3 separate regions of the Zea mays genome follow, and regions 2 and 3 are each linked to region 1. A link is a contact called in public Hi-C data. All regions are on one chromosome and are shown on one strand. Each heading gives the region's core, a stretch centred on a gene start, on an enhancer-like site or on the middle of the called end of the contact. The rest is flanking DNA. Distances are from core to core; before and after follow the strand shown.

Region 1 (4,769 bases), core at 1,350-3,849:
TGTACTCCCATCTGTATCGAGTCACATAAATATTCAATATAACTTTCACCCAAATACCAGCTCCGGCCAGTCCGGTGAGATTTCACAGCACTAGTTCTACACTTAATACTACCAGGATGCAAAACCAGTTCATGCGGAAGTAAATCACGTGTCATGCTAATGTTTGGGACACAAAACGTAGGGTTCCAATCTATGTCTATATACCTAATATTAAAGAGGCAAAATTTCACCCCGCCCATTTTTTTTTCGTCCACCTTCCCCTAACTACCCGACAGTGAAGTGTTTCCTTCATATATGACGCTGACGCCGACTTATGATGCATATACTCATATTAGTTAGGACTCCATCTAGCGCTGATGAATACGAAGTCCGGTTCTAATACATATTGGCCCATGCCCTATGTATCTTGTATGTGAACTAGACTCATGACCCTTCCGTTTATACGAGTTAGAACAACCGACATCTAGCGACGATATTCCTACACTTATGGTGTTCCGTTGCGACGCATGGGCACGTTTGCTAGTAACAAAATAGTACTCCCTCCGTTCTTTTTTATTCGTCGCGTTTAAGTTCAAAAACAAACCAGCTGGCGCCAAATATTCGAGAAGGGAGGTAGTACAATGTACTATAGGGTTAGGGTTAGTGCACCTTCTTTAGCCAAAATAAAGTCAACCCAACGTGTGGGCAAACCTTGTTATAAAAAAAAGTGTGTTGCAGACCTCAAAAAACCATGTATGTAGTACACATTAAGTTAAATAGACCTTCAAAAGTCTAATCTCATATTCATCTATGATGAAGTGCTACCCTAAAACCAGCTTCAATTTACAACTCCATGTACTCTAGGGAAAAAAATCAAAGCCACCAAATTGATCCACTTCCTCGACTTGATCATCTCTTCAGTTTTTATTCAACTTTGTACTATGAACATATGATTAGTACCACTGCTTGCTAATTTTGACTCTCGACATCTAGGGCATTGTTGTAGTGCCAGCTCTGCTTGATCTTATCCTTAGCTATATTTAAGTCTGTGTACTACATACATGACTTTTTGATGTTTTTTTTTAAAAAAAACTGGCACATGATAAATTCGGATGTCCCGTGTCCTCTAAAAATCTCTAAACAAGTAACGCAAATAGTCAGCACCAAGTATTGATCATTAATATTCCTTTTAAACTCAAACGATCAGTTGATTAGAGTAATGTTTTTTTAGATTAGTGTTCTGCTCATCTTGTGCAAAGAAACAGCAGATATTCAAAAGTATCTAACCACCGCATATCTCTAGACGCCAGACTGATCAAAGAACATGATGGGAAATCAAAACCACCACCCTACAAGACGAAGCCTCGCTAACAAGTTCCAGATGGCCCTCCACATCCAGAAGAAAAGGCCCTGTGTTTCTGTAGACAGAGTGACAGCAGATAGGTGCAAATGGCGAGTACTGGCAATTTCTTTCAAATGTTTCCTTTCCAATCGAGTTACTCTGGTGCAGTGAGGATCGATAAGAACAGTTTTTTTTCTAAGCATTTCCGCTTGCTGATCTTGTATCATCGCACATGCATATCAAGCATTTTCTAATGCATATCTTGCTGACTTTTTTTTTTGTGGTAGCTTCACAATCGGCTTCCTGCACTTCATACAGTAAAGATATATATAGGTGAATAAAGTGTTTTGCCTCCACCGCTACCTGGGTCGTCCTCCATTTACAGTTTCCCACTGCAGCACTAGACAGCAAGCCAGCAAGGTATTCCCCTCCTTCTGCTTGCTTGCATAGAGGCACAAAAAAAAACGCATAACAAATCGAGCAGCAATATACGATGCGCGGGACACGGCACGAACGGGGCACCGGATTCGATGCTTAGAATCGCGCAGCTTGATACGCGGCAGGCAAGATCTGGATCGCGCCTGGCTGTGGCAGCAGCAGGTTGACTCTACTACGGACGAGCTAGGAAGGAGTCGACCGCGGTTGCCGTTGATCGAGCAAAGGTGCGAGGGAGAGGAGGGCGGGGAGGGGAGGGGAGCAAGCTGAGCGCAGTAGTAACCTGGAGGGACTGGAGCTCCTGGTCGAGGCGGGCGATGGCGGCGGAGAGGCGATGCTTGCCGACGTAGCCGACGTTCCTGGCGAGCGGCGGCGGCGGGCGCGGCTGCTGCTGCTGCTGCGGGCCGGAGTACGGCCTCTGGGCCTGGTGCCGCCGCTGCTGCGGCGGGCCCTGGCCCCGGTGGCGGCCCTCGTCGTCGCCCTCCTCTTCCTCCGCCTCCTCGCCGTCGTTGTCCGCCTCGTGGTCGTCGCCCCGCTGCCGGCGGTCCTCCACTCCGTTGGCTTGCCCCCTCATCCCGCCGTCCTCCGGGAGCGGGTTGTGGTCGGCAACGGCAAGTGGACGGACGGAACGGAAGGAACGATGGGTGGGTGGGTGGATCTGCGTGCGAGTAGCTGGGTATAGTAGAGAGAGGCGGGAGTGGCCGAGTGGGTTCTGTCGTGCCGTGCAGTGCTGCCCGTTTTACTGGGAGTCAATCAACTAACCCAGCCAAGCAGCCAGGGAAGGGAAAGGGAGGCTGGGAGCAGCGCGCGGTGCGACGGTGATGGCGACGCCGACGGCGCGCGGGTGGGTGGGTGAGTGGGTCAATGGCTGGCTGGTGCCTGGTACCAGATAGATACAGAGAAAGAGATGGATAGGAGCGGCCGAGCGGGAAGGGATGGGGGCCCGTTTGACCGGTCAACGTTGCGCGGCAGCAGCGGTCGGTCAGTCAATTTGTCGGAAAAAATTTGTTGCAGCCCGGCTGCAAACGATGATGTTTGCAGCCCCTCACAAAAAGGAAGATAGAGCCCACCTGCAGGTCCACCAGGTAACGTTTTAGTTGTCTTATTAACCTGCAGGTGGGCCCTATCTTCTTTTCTATGAGGGACTGCAAACATCCTGGTTTGCAGCCCGGCTGCAGCAAATTTTTTTCCCAATTCGGAAAAAATTTGTTGCAGCCCGGCTGCAAACGATGATGTTTGCAGCCCCTCACAAAAAGGAAGATAGAGCCCACCTGCAGGTCCACCAGGTAACGTTTTAGTTGTCTTATTAACCTGCAGGTGGGCCCTATCTTCTTTTCTATGAGGGACTGCAAACATCCTGGTTTGCAGCCCGGCTGCAGCAAATTTTTTTCCCAATTTGTCACCGAGTGCAGCGGCAGGCCCGCAGCGGCCCCAGCAGGCAGCAGGCAACAGTCTGTCGTTTTTTACCCGAGCCACCTGGTCGTAGTAGATACCCTCGTTTCATACGAAACAAAAAATAAATAAAAAAATTGTAAGGGCCTCTGCTCTTAATTCATGTGGTTTAGTGGGATTGAAAGAGTTTAAATCTTAAATAAGTTAAAATATTTTTATAATATTTTTTCTAATCTCTTCTAAGGGGGTGTTTGGTTTGCCCCTGCTAAAATTTAGCCATTATCACATCGAATATTTGAACCTTCGTTGGGGGTATTAGATGTAGTCGGATTATAAAACTAATTTCTCAGCCGAAGATTAAAAAGTGAGACGAATCTAGTACAGTTGGTTGGGTCTATATTTCATACTCCTATTTGAAAGTCAAACGCTTGATGTGACCCGGGCTAAACTTTAGTCCACAGAACCAAACACCCCCTAATCCACATAGCCTAGAAAAGCAAAAAAAACAAGCCTAAGGCCTACTAGGTAACAACAAATGCTGGTGACAATTGAATACTACATGACACTTACATGGACTGCCCTGCCACAGCTACTACAGCTGTTCGAATTGCTGCAGGTACAATATATAGAAACAAAATACTATATAAGCCGCAGTCAAATTAAAACTACAGCAAGTCGCAGAAGCGAACAATATATTTCGGGGTCAGATAAACACCCTTGGGTTTGGTTTGGTTATATGAATACTATTGGGTACGTCGTAACAATCGAGTGCTGCCACTATTTGAAAGCCAAGGGCAAAACAATCTTTTTGAGAGAGAGAAAATACTTCAAGAAAATCAGAAAAAATTAGAAAAAAATTAGAAACACAATGAACTGTTTCTCTTCAAGCTCTCTGCATCTTGCGCCACTGGAAAATGAATTTCAGCTAACACGATTAGTCTACCACTGGAAACATTTGTCACAACAGACATGATTAGTCTACTGTAGGAAACATTGTCACAACCAGGATCACATATTTTAATTAGAGGACGAATATTGCAAAAAAAAAAAAGCACCGACATATTTCAAATTTCCGAATGATGCGCAAAGGCTATAACATTCTACCAAACAGAACATCACCCTGTACCTGTACTTCCCGCCGGGTCCCACTGCCCAGCTGTTGCGGCGGTATACATGTTGATGGCCTTACATTACAATACACAGCAGCAGAAGGGTACAGCTAGATGGATGATCAGATCAGTAGCTCATTGGACAGGTACAGCTAGATGGATGATGTACCAGGAGTGAAGGAGGGCTCGAAAACCCTAAGGGGGTGTTTGGGAACAAAGTTTTTCTGCAGTTTTGGAAGAATACTGCAGTATTCTCAAATACTGCAGTATTATATACATAATGGTGTTTGGCAAGCTGGGTAAAATCTCTGTTTTCAAAACTGAAGTATTGCAAATACTATAGTTGTTTTAAGGCATTCTAAACTTAGCTCTGGACCTCAGTTTTCAAAACTGCGGTATTATAAACTACGGTATTGTCATAACTAAAGTATAGTATAGTATTTCAAAAACTGTAGTTTTCAAAAACTTTGTTCCCAAACAGGGCCTAAACTGATTATCGTGTCTTGCAAGTG
Region 2 (4,769 bases), core at 1,469-3,968, 660 kb before region 1:
AATTAAATAAAAATGAGTACTAGGGTATATAGATGTTTGTCATAGCTGCCTATTGACTTATAAATATTCTTGTTGTATCATTAGTTCATGGACAGAATATACAAGCAATGCACTGCATGTAAAGCAGAAACAAAACTTTAATGTCAGGGTTGTAGAAAACTTTGAAGGATACAAAAAAACAAGCAATGCACTCCATGTATGCACAAACATTACTTTAATGTGAGGGTTGTAGAAAACATTGAAGGATACAATAAAACAAGCAATGTACTCGATGGAAGCATAAACATAATGTACATAATAAAGAACTGTGTGGTCATACCATAAGTTGCTGAAGAAAACAAAATGTTGATGGACAGATTTTGTGAAAAAGGTGAGGGTTGTACACATTACTACAACAAAACATAAAGTAGTTGTTATAACAATATACAAACCAACTATATCAAGGTCCACAATATTTATGTATCCTCTAGTCGTATACAAGGGTGCCAAAAAATTTGGGATGAAGTAGAGGAATACAATAAGGGACGACATACACCTAACAATTATAATGAACATCATTCATACTAACTAAGGAAGTAATGGACCCTCTGATATGTTCATGACAGTTTTAAGAAGTTTAATAAACAATAAACATTACCCTTGGTTGGGTAAGGTAACACATTTTGCCTGACCTTACGATGAATTTTTCTGGTACTTTAGTAAAATGAGCTGTTGTTGTGCTCAGTGGGGATCAAAAATTAATTCGCAGAAGACTTGATACTTTTAGGCACTAGCGAAGTAAATCCGTAGTGTAGGGATTACAAATTAATGCAATCTGCAGGCCATTAGGCCGTAATACTTTGCACTACCATTCCTTGAAGTTAATATGGAGGATATTCAGCGGGTTAGTACGGTAGAAATGTGTAACCCTAAAAGGCACACCAGATCCGTGGAGTGTTTTGAACTGGGGAATAATCGGGTGTTGTCGGATGAAATCAATTACGGTTGAAAGGATTAGTCGATTGGTGTAGTAATTACTTCATCAAAGATGTGCGCAAGAAGAACAGAAACAATAGGAGTCGAAGGGCGTACCTGAAGATCCGAAGATTTGGGCGCACAGAAGAGGAATCGAAGCGAAGATTTTCGGATCCGAGGAAGGCGTCGATGGTCGGAGCGGCAAACGAAGCAAGCGCTCGCGACGAACCTCGACGGAGTCGGATTTGCGGCCGCTTCGTCTTCGGTCGCGACCGGAGCTGGTTGCTCAGCACCTCCACTTCGTCTTCCAAAGATCCGACGGGGACCGGCGCGGGCGCAACCTTCCCGCGGAGGAATCGCCGCCGCCTCGCCGGAAATCGCCGAATCGCAGACGCCTCGAACGGGAGGGAAGACGAGCGCGAAGGTTCCGGTCGGTGGCGCGGGCGGAGTCTTCCGCGTGAAGCAGGCAAAGGGGAGTGCACAGTGACGCCCTGCATCTGGCGTGAGAGAGAAGAGTGTCGCGGCGGAGGGGGGCGGGTAGCGGCGAGCGCTGCGGCCTCAAGGGGTGAACAGTATCCCCTATTTCGTGTACAGTTAGGGGAGGGGAGGGGAAGGGGGGAGCGCTGCAGTCAGTCTGAGGGGGGAGTTGTACACTTGTACCACATGCCATTGCTGACAGTCTGAGGAGTGATAGAGCTCCAGCAAATTTTAAGCGGCACATTTATTTTGTACATGCTTAAAGATTTATTTCTAAAGAGATCCTTATAGGATGAAATTTTAATTAAATTTATAGATTTGAATTTTTTTAAGGGTGTATTTGTACCCGTGTGCTCTCCGCTGTTGGCCGCGCGTTGCGCCGGAGCCACTTCCTCCTCCGTGTGCTCCTCATCAGCGCTGCATGTACATGTACTTGCCGAGCAACCGTGTGGTGCGGTTCCAGACGTAGTACACAGGTCCGAGCTGACCTTCGTGTTCGTGCGCTTTGCTCCTGAATCGGCGTGACGCCTCTGCGCAATTTTGGATCGAGCTTGACGCGTCCGCTGCGCAGCTGGTCTGAACCGAGCAAGAACTCGGCGCGTCACCGTCGGGGGACAGCACGAACGCGACGAGCCAGGAGAAGCCGCCGTCGTCGTCGAAAACGACGGGGACGGACGCACGGCCACACGGGTGTGACTTGTCTCCTACTCGGCTACTCCTAATCAGTTCAGATTCCGAAACGACAGCAACCCACCAACCAGGCAGCCCATGCGCAAGCGGTTTGACTTATCGACGTGCGAGATGCTCATGCTCGTGGCCCCGCGTTTTTTTCGTTGCTAATGAATGATTCAGCAAAGGGCTGTCTGTTTCTACACCATGAGATGAGATCTAGGTGCCCCCCTGTTCCTGGTCAGTCAAGGCGCAGCATCCCTAGAGGCCCAGATATTTGCTGAGAAACCTGAGCAGAGCTCGCCCAAGTTGCAGAGGCCCAGTGGACGGCTCAATCTCAATGCATCATTCGTCGCTGTCGCCGCAACGGAACTGACGGATCAAAGCTAACAGCAACAATCAATCAAGAACGCCTGAAACCGCGGTCTGCGGTTTCCTCGCCAAAGAGAAGAAAAGGAAAAGAGGGGCGGAGGGGTCATAGAGGAAAGAGTTTCTAAATGAATGGCACTGACAACACACATCTAATATCCTCAAGCTGTTGTCAGACTGTTTATGCGCTCACTGCCACCCCACCCATCCCTCGCAGAACCTCTGCGTCTAAGAGAAGGACAGGGATAGCTGGAGAACCCCAAGCAGGAGGAACAGGAGGAGGTTGCTCCCAAGCCCCTGCAGCCTCCACGAGAAGGCGGAGTCGACCTCGATCATGACCCCGAACCTGCAGGTCCCGGTGCTGGGGTCCTGGCCCGTGGTCGTCGCGAGGCCCTGGAACCCGCAGGCCACGTCGTCCTGGTCGTTCTTCTGGAAGTAGTTGTTGAACGCGTACGAGACGTTGCCGCGGATGTCCAGCATCCCGCACGACGTCTTGTAGCCAAGGCTGGTGCAGTCCGCCATGGAGCACGCGTATCCCACGTTGTCGGCGAGCTTCGGGTCGTTGAGGTTCACAGAAGGCTTCAGCACGCACCACTTCCTCTCGAGGTACTTCACGCCCTTGGCTCTCACGAGACCGCCGCCCGCGTTCGACGTCCCCAGGTTCAGCTGGTACTTGGGCAGGCCGTCGTAGGTGAAGATGCCCCAGTGCCGCTCGAAGTTCCCTGGCTGGATGCTCTTGTCGTCCTCGTCGATCAGGCTGAACAGGTAGGCGTCGACGGGTCCGGGCCGCATCGGCGTGCCCCGCCCGGAGGCGATGTGGGTCATGAAGCCCTGGTTGAAGCGCTGCGCCATCTGGGCGTTGGCGTTCCGGTCGCCGTCCGTCGGCCACCCGATCTCGCCGACGATCACGGGCAGGTTCCCGAACCCGTTCTTCTTCAGCGCCCATATCAGCGTGTCGTGGTTCGCGTCGAACATGTTGCTGTAGGTGAAGGAGCCGTCCACAATCGGCGACGAGGCCCCCTCGAAGAAGGCGTAGTCCACGGGGAAGTTCGGGTCGATGTAGAGGCTTATGAACGGGTAGATGTTGACGGTGAAGGCACCGCCGTTGTCGCTCAGGAACTTCACTATGGTGAGCATCAGGTCGTGGATGTCCGTGCGGAAGTCCCCGTCGGAAGGCTTGGAGGTCGTCGAGGAGTAGACATCGGCGTTGAGAGGGCATGTCACCTTGACTTGGTTGCCCAGGCCGGCTTTTATGAGCGCGCCTTGTATGTTCCTGATGGCGGGGAAAGTGGACTGCAGGAAGCTTCCGTTGTATGTCTCCAAGAAAGGCTCATTCCCGACTGCAACATACCTGATATAACAACGCAATAGCGCAAATAAAGAGGTGAGGCCACAGCATCATGCAGAACATGAAGCAAAGTACTATATTGAATATTCATATTTCATTTACTACATGATGTGCAAATGGAAATGGCATGCCATGCTAGTTCAAATGAAATGCTGATACGTGTTCCCACAACTCATAAAGCAGGCAGCGGACGTTAGAGGTAAAACTAAAGGTGCCCGATTCAGATTAAATGGAAGTGTTAGTGCTATAGTTTTACGTAAAACTGCAAGGGTGTACTTAACAACCACGGCAGAACTTCACGCAACAAAAGTGTTAAATTAAATCAGCATTTGGAGGCTCAAAATAGAATATATGAAAGCTTGGTACGTCTCTGCTCTACATAACATAACTGATGGAAAAGAGTATCAATGAACCGATAAGCTATAAGCTACGGGAGGCCAGCAACAACAAAGTGACCATTGCGTCTGTTACATGTTCTGCTTACTGACTTAGTGATTAAGAAAATAAAGCTTTGCATCATGGTATACAATGAGCTGGTGCTAGATGCATAGAATTTTTTCAGGGCATGTGCTATTTAGCTGTCTAAGTATTTTTAAAAAGGCACTGCCAGTTTGGTAGTCGAATGGTGGATGCACGTGCAAAGATTATTTTATAAATAGATATAGAGAAGGGCAACAAATAATATCTAGCTAGGACTAATTTGTTACACAAATTGAGTTACAGATGGTCAAATATATACTCTTGACATTAGAAAAATCAATTATGTTCTTTGAAAAAAAAAGGTTTTCCTACTATAACTAGACATGGTGTTCAACATTTCTTCGATAAAATTGAACCTTCCAACTTCTATAGTAGTACCATGTGAATAGGTCATACACCTATCAAGCATTCCATGACGCGGCCCAGTGGGAAAAGAAATATGAGGCATAGAGTAGTGACACGATGAAGGGCG
Region 3 (4,769 bases), core at 1,399-3,898, 520 kb before region 1:
GTAGACATCACCACACATCATGTCACTCACTCAAACACCGTCTCCTTAAAGCCCTTTTTATTGCTATTACTGCAGCGTAACTAACGGTAGCGCTTACCAGGTGAATGGTTAGTTAAAGAAGAAAACAAGAAGATCAAAGGACACTTAGACATTCCCGAGTTCTCGTTCGGTGAGATCGATGACCTGGAGGTAAAGCTGCCACACTATCATGTACCACCACTGTTTCCAACATAATGCTGGATGGCATAACATCCATGGCGAATTTTGTCATGTGCCACCACTGGTTTCAGGTGCAAGTAAGGTTCAGTGACGACAAGGGCCTCGCATCCGACGACAAGGCACGGATCTGCAAGGATCTCAAGTCCTTTATGGCCCCGATTCAGGAGAAAATGCGCGTGTTCGAAGAAGAGCTCAAGGGTAGATAGCGAGCATTAGCGAGAATCGGCAGTGCTAGGTGGGCGCTGCCGTGCCCGTGCTGGAATGATGAGTAAAACATGTTGACGTCTTGTGGTGTCTCCACGTTCTAAAGTCGTCTTCGGATGACTGGGACTGTCTGTGTACTGATGCTATGCACTTCCGGAGATGAGTATGTACGGTTACGAACTGCCTAAACCGTCTCTTCGTCCTAATCATTTTCGGGATATGATGGTAGTAGAGAGATTTAGGGCTTGTTTGGTTCCTAATTTGTTTTTATCTAAGGTTAGTTCTTTAATTTGGTCGACTAACCTTAGACAAGTTATGAATAGTGGTAATGAATCACGATCTAAATGCTTCTTCATAATGAGTTAGGAACTTTAATTAATTTTAGTTTGACTAAGGTTCAAATTTGATTCGATTCTTCCATTTTATAATAATATAAAATTAGAGCCCATTACCTCACCTCTAGACAGTTAGTTAGTCGAGAACTAAACACCTCACCTCTAAGCCTAGTACAGTTAGTCGAGAACTAAACATGCCCTTGATATATTTAAACGTGAATGCTATGGATATAGGTCGAATCTTGATCTAGAATTCTGGATAAATCTGGCATACCTTGGGTCTGTCCTGACCTCTTCTCATCTCATGGTTCACCTCGGCCACAAACCTTGCAATCACCACTTCTCTCACCGTCAAGCAGTCTCCGTCAAAGCCAATCAAACCATCATTTCACCCCCTCCATATATTTTTTTTCTTCTCACAGCTTTTCACCCTTGCACCACAGAGTGACAGAGATATCACAATGCTATATTCGCATAAACCAATCTTCCAAATCCTAGCAATTTTTCCACATCGATTCAAGGCAGCTCTTCCGTGACATTTTTGGACTATGCTATGGCCTAACTAGGAATGATAATAGATCACGATACACATGTTTCTTCACAATAAATTAGGACACTTAATAAATTTTAGTTAAAAAATAATAGAAATAGAGTCTGATCCTAATTTATTTGATTCTTAAATTTTATAGCATAAAACCTAAAGTCCGTTACCCCAACTCACCATCCTACTTTTTTTCTTCTTCTCTGTTGAGTGGGCAAACATGATTGGGGTAGGAACGAGTCACCTGATTATGCAGCAAGTGAGCATGTTCACTTGGCTGGGGATCTCATGAGGGGCAGACACCTGTTTCTTCAGATTTTGATTTTGACGTGGGTGCATAAGTATACTGGTGACAGTTTTCAAAGGAAGTGCTTACTTGTTTAGTGGAGAGTTTGTACAGGCAAAGCAATTTCGGTTAGTTGCCTTAAAAAAAGAAAAGTGTTCTGTTGAGCACTATTTGTGGCACTGGACACGGTCGGACGGTCTGACTCTGAGGACCGGACGGTCCACGAATAGATCAGATCAGACGAATAAACTCCTATCTCCTTGCGTGTTTATTTCTCTAATCTCGCGGGAGCTATTGGAGAACACATAGGAACGGGTCTAGACCTTCCCATTGTATATTTGAATGAGTACGGCCGATTGAATAACCAACAATCGAATCAACAATCAATTTATTCTCAGTTCTTTATCTTTTGCCCTAGGAACAGACAGTAACATAGATTTCTCTCTCTAATCTTTACCTCTCTTCGGCATGATCCAGGACATTAACACAATTCTCTTCAATTTAATCTTCACCTCTCTTCAATTTAATACTCAGTTCTCCTTCTGACAGGGTCTCTTCTTGAGCGAGATCCAGATACTGTTGGCGAATTCCGTCGTCTTTTGCGCACGCGCAGACTGTTCGGTTCGTCGAGCAAAAACCTTATGCTCTGTGCCAAGTTACGGACCGTCCAGTCCTAAGCCGTAGACCGTCCGTGCTGCGGTAAAGAACACCGCCGTTGATGGCCGCCGATACTCATCGTGATTGACGCTACGCCAACGCATACCTAGTGGCTGCTTGTACGTACATGCACGCGCGCGTACGCTGATCCCTGGCCCTGAGCTAAGCAACGTGTGCCTATGCATACTACGTGTGTTCCCAAAACTAGAAGCAAGCGGGGACGAAATGCTTAGCAGCATAAGCAAATGAAAGCAGCCGCAGTTTATTACTAGCAGAGAGGCAGACGACGTCAACCAGCGGTGCAGGTGCGCTTTGCAGGCTACCACCACGCCAATCATTTGCCACAAGCCCACAAGAGTAGACTAGTTATTATAAAAGCCAGAGAGAGAGAGACGGGAACGGATAGGAATAGGAGCGGGGGAGTCCGAGGATAGGCAACTCATTGCTTCTGAATCTCTCTCCTCGTCGCGACGAGATCCTCTGCATCTCTACTTCCCCGGGGAAGTAGCTGCTAGCGTGTGGGTCTGACCTCTCCTCATCCCGAGTTCTTCATTTTCAGGTAAGTGGTTTGGATCTTACCGCAGCATCATTTTTTTCTTTCCTTCCATGAATGGTTGTTTGGTTTCTCCTCCTCAGAGTTAGCTGCAGTCCCAGACTCTCGTTCTCGTTCCTGGTCTTCTTCTTCCTCCACCATTTGTGCTTGTGCTGTTTCAGTGGTCTGCTTGGGAACCGAACCACCATGAACCTTGCGTGGGCTCTGCATTCCTTTCCTTCCGATTCCTGCTGCCTCTGTGTCTCCTCCAATCCATGTGACGTGAAGCAGCTATGATATATATATATTTTTTCCAGAGTCTTGACTCTTCAGGCCCAGAGGCTCCGCAATGAACTTTTTGGAATCTATTGCGGTGAATGGACACAGAGACCGACAGCATGGAGGCGTCATGAGCAGACAGAGCATGGTCGCCGTGGAGCAGCTCACCGGCCCTGCCAGTGCCAGACCCGCTCACACGTGCGCTGCTCAGCCTCATGCTCACCAGCTGCTCAGTGCTCGATACGATCACCGTGGCGCGTGCGCGTCTCAAGTTGAATTACCGGACCGGATCTCGCCATCCAACGCTTCCACGTTCTGCACGAGCATGTACTCGTCGTCGTCGTCGTCGTCGGCGGCGGCGGATTCCTCCAAGTCGTGCCGGCGGGCAGGCGCTCTGCCGTTCCTGCCCCATCCTCCTAAACGTGAGCAGCAGCAGCAGCAGCAGTCATCCAGCTCTCCATCACTGCTCGTCTGTACTGACCTCGGCAACGGTGGTCAAGACGAGGCTGAAGCTGAACATCCGGCTGAGCTCAAGGACTTCCTGAACCTCTCTGGAGAAGCTTCATGGAGAGGCGGTTTCCATGGAGAGAGCAGCGGCGTCGCTTTCAGATTCGGAGAGCAGGTGGAGTTTCAGTTCTTGTCTGAACAGCTCGGGATCGCCATCACCGACCACGACGAGAGCCCTCGACTAGATGTGAGCCCTATAGTTCCATTCCATGAGCTGCCGCCATGTTAAACACTCCCAAAGGCCTCCCTTTTTTTTTCACTTTGTTATGACGAGTAAATTGTGCTGTGAGCCCGTGAAACTAACCCGCCCCTCCCCTGCAACCTGTTCTTGGTCAGGACATATACGACAGGCCGCCGCAAACCTCTTCTTGTCCGGTACTGTCTTGCTCCGACCAAGAAGAAGGTCTCCAGAGGGCAGGGTCTCCTGTTAAAGCTCAGCCGAGTTCATCTCGAGCTGCATCATGTAATAACAAGCCAAGACTGAGGTGGACTCTGGAGCTCCATGAGCTTTTCGTGAAGGCTGTCAACAAGCTTGGAGGGCCAGAAAGTAGGGTGATCCTTCTTTGTACTCCGATTTAAATAGATCCACACAGTTTTGGTGTCCAAGCAAACTGTTAATGTATGGGTGGTACAAAACCAAATCTTGCAGAGGCAACTCCTAAGGGCGTGTTGAGGCTTATGAAGGTAGAAGGCTTGACCATCTATCATGTGAAGAGCCATTTGCAGGTATTTTGGGTGGAGTTTCTTCACTTTCCTCCTGTATAGTATAAAACAGCCATCGTTTCTGAATTCTGATGGACTGTCGTCCATTTTGTCCTGGAATGCAGAAGTATCGTTTTGCCAAGTATCTTCCGGAGACAAAAGAAGGTACATTTTCAGAAGCTTAAAGTTGCAATTCATGCCTATCTTTAATTAAGTGCTGGCCATCGCTTTGTGTTGGAAATTCGCCCTGATGAACTTGCTTGTTGGTTCTTTTGCATGCTCGATGAAGACATGAAGTCCTCTTCAGAAGACAAGATATCCAAATCAGAGATGCCTGGAAGCAACGCTGGCAGAAAGAAGTAAGCATCCCACCCCTACCCCTAGTACAAACATCTCTTTTTTGTGTGAATGAACAAACTCAGAACAATTTAAATCCACATCTCTTTTTTTAAGGATTCTCAGAAGCTTACAAGTAGCAGAAGCTCTTCGGATGCAAATGGAGGTTCA

Evidence for each region. A called contact is a pair of places that touch in the nucleus more often than the background predicts.
Region 2: a Hi-C map of bundle sheath shows a contact between it and region 1, with 4 times the contacts expected there. The contact joins the enhancer-like site here to the promoter of LOC100191839 in region 1. A contact is called at or near these places in 2 of 25 Hi-C or Micro-C datasets (bundle sheath and tassel).
Region 3: a contact with region 1 is called in a Hi-C map of bundle sheath, with 6 times the contacts expected there. The contact joins the promoter of LOC100275160 here to the promoter of LOC100191839 in region 1. A contact is called at or near these places in 3 of 25 Hi-C or Micro-C datasets (bundle sheath, ear and leaf mesophyll).

Annotation. Positions count from the first base shown.
Region 1 is chr5:79,343,805-79,348,573 of Zm-B73-REFERENCE-NAM-5.0, reverse strand. It overlaps LOC100191839, which reads right to left and starts at 2,599. Exons shown (of 4, transcript NM_001158370.2): 1 at 2,040-2,599. The coding sequence starts at 2,330. LOC103626596 (probable methyltransferase-like protein 15) reads right to left here. Exons shown (of 5, transcript NM_001301525.2): 5 at 4,425-4,769.
Region 2 is chr5:80,007,125-80,011,893 of Zm-B73-REFERENCE-NAM-5.0, reverse strand. LOC100284665 (glucan endo-1,3-beta-glucosidase 6) reads right to left here. Exons shown (of 2, transcript NM_001157560.2): 2 at 2,581-3,820. The coding sequence ends at 2,698. Among protein-coding and RNA genes, the nearest start is that of LOC100284665, 4.9 kb to the right of the region's middle. Within about 2 kb of position 2,718, at least 20 of the 20 cell types and tissues checked have an H3K27ac peak or open chromatin away from gene starts, as enhancers often do. A contact at or near this core is called in bundle sheath and tassel, where this site is marked.
Region 3 is chr5:79,861,636-79,866,404 of Zm-B73-REFERENCE-NAM-5.0, reverse strand. LOC100275160 (Myb family transcription factor PHL6) reads left to right here and starts at 2,648. Exons shown (of 8, transcript NM_001149317.2): 1 at 2,648-2,801; 2 at 2,879-3,747; 3 at 3,897-4,107; 4 at 4,210-4,286; 5 at 4,388-4,427; 6 at 4,552-4,621; 7 at 4,716-4,769. The coding sequence starts at 3,124. It overlaps LOC100277472, which reads left to right. Exons shown (of 6, transcript NM_001151021.2): 5 at 101-189; 6 at 291-678. The coding sequence ends at 425.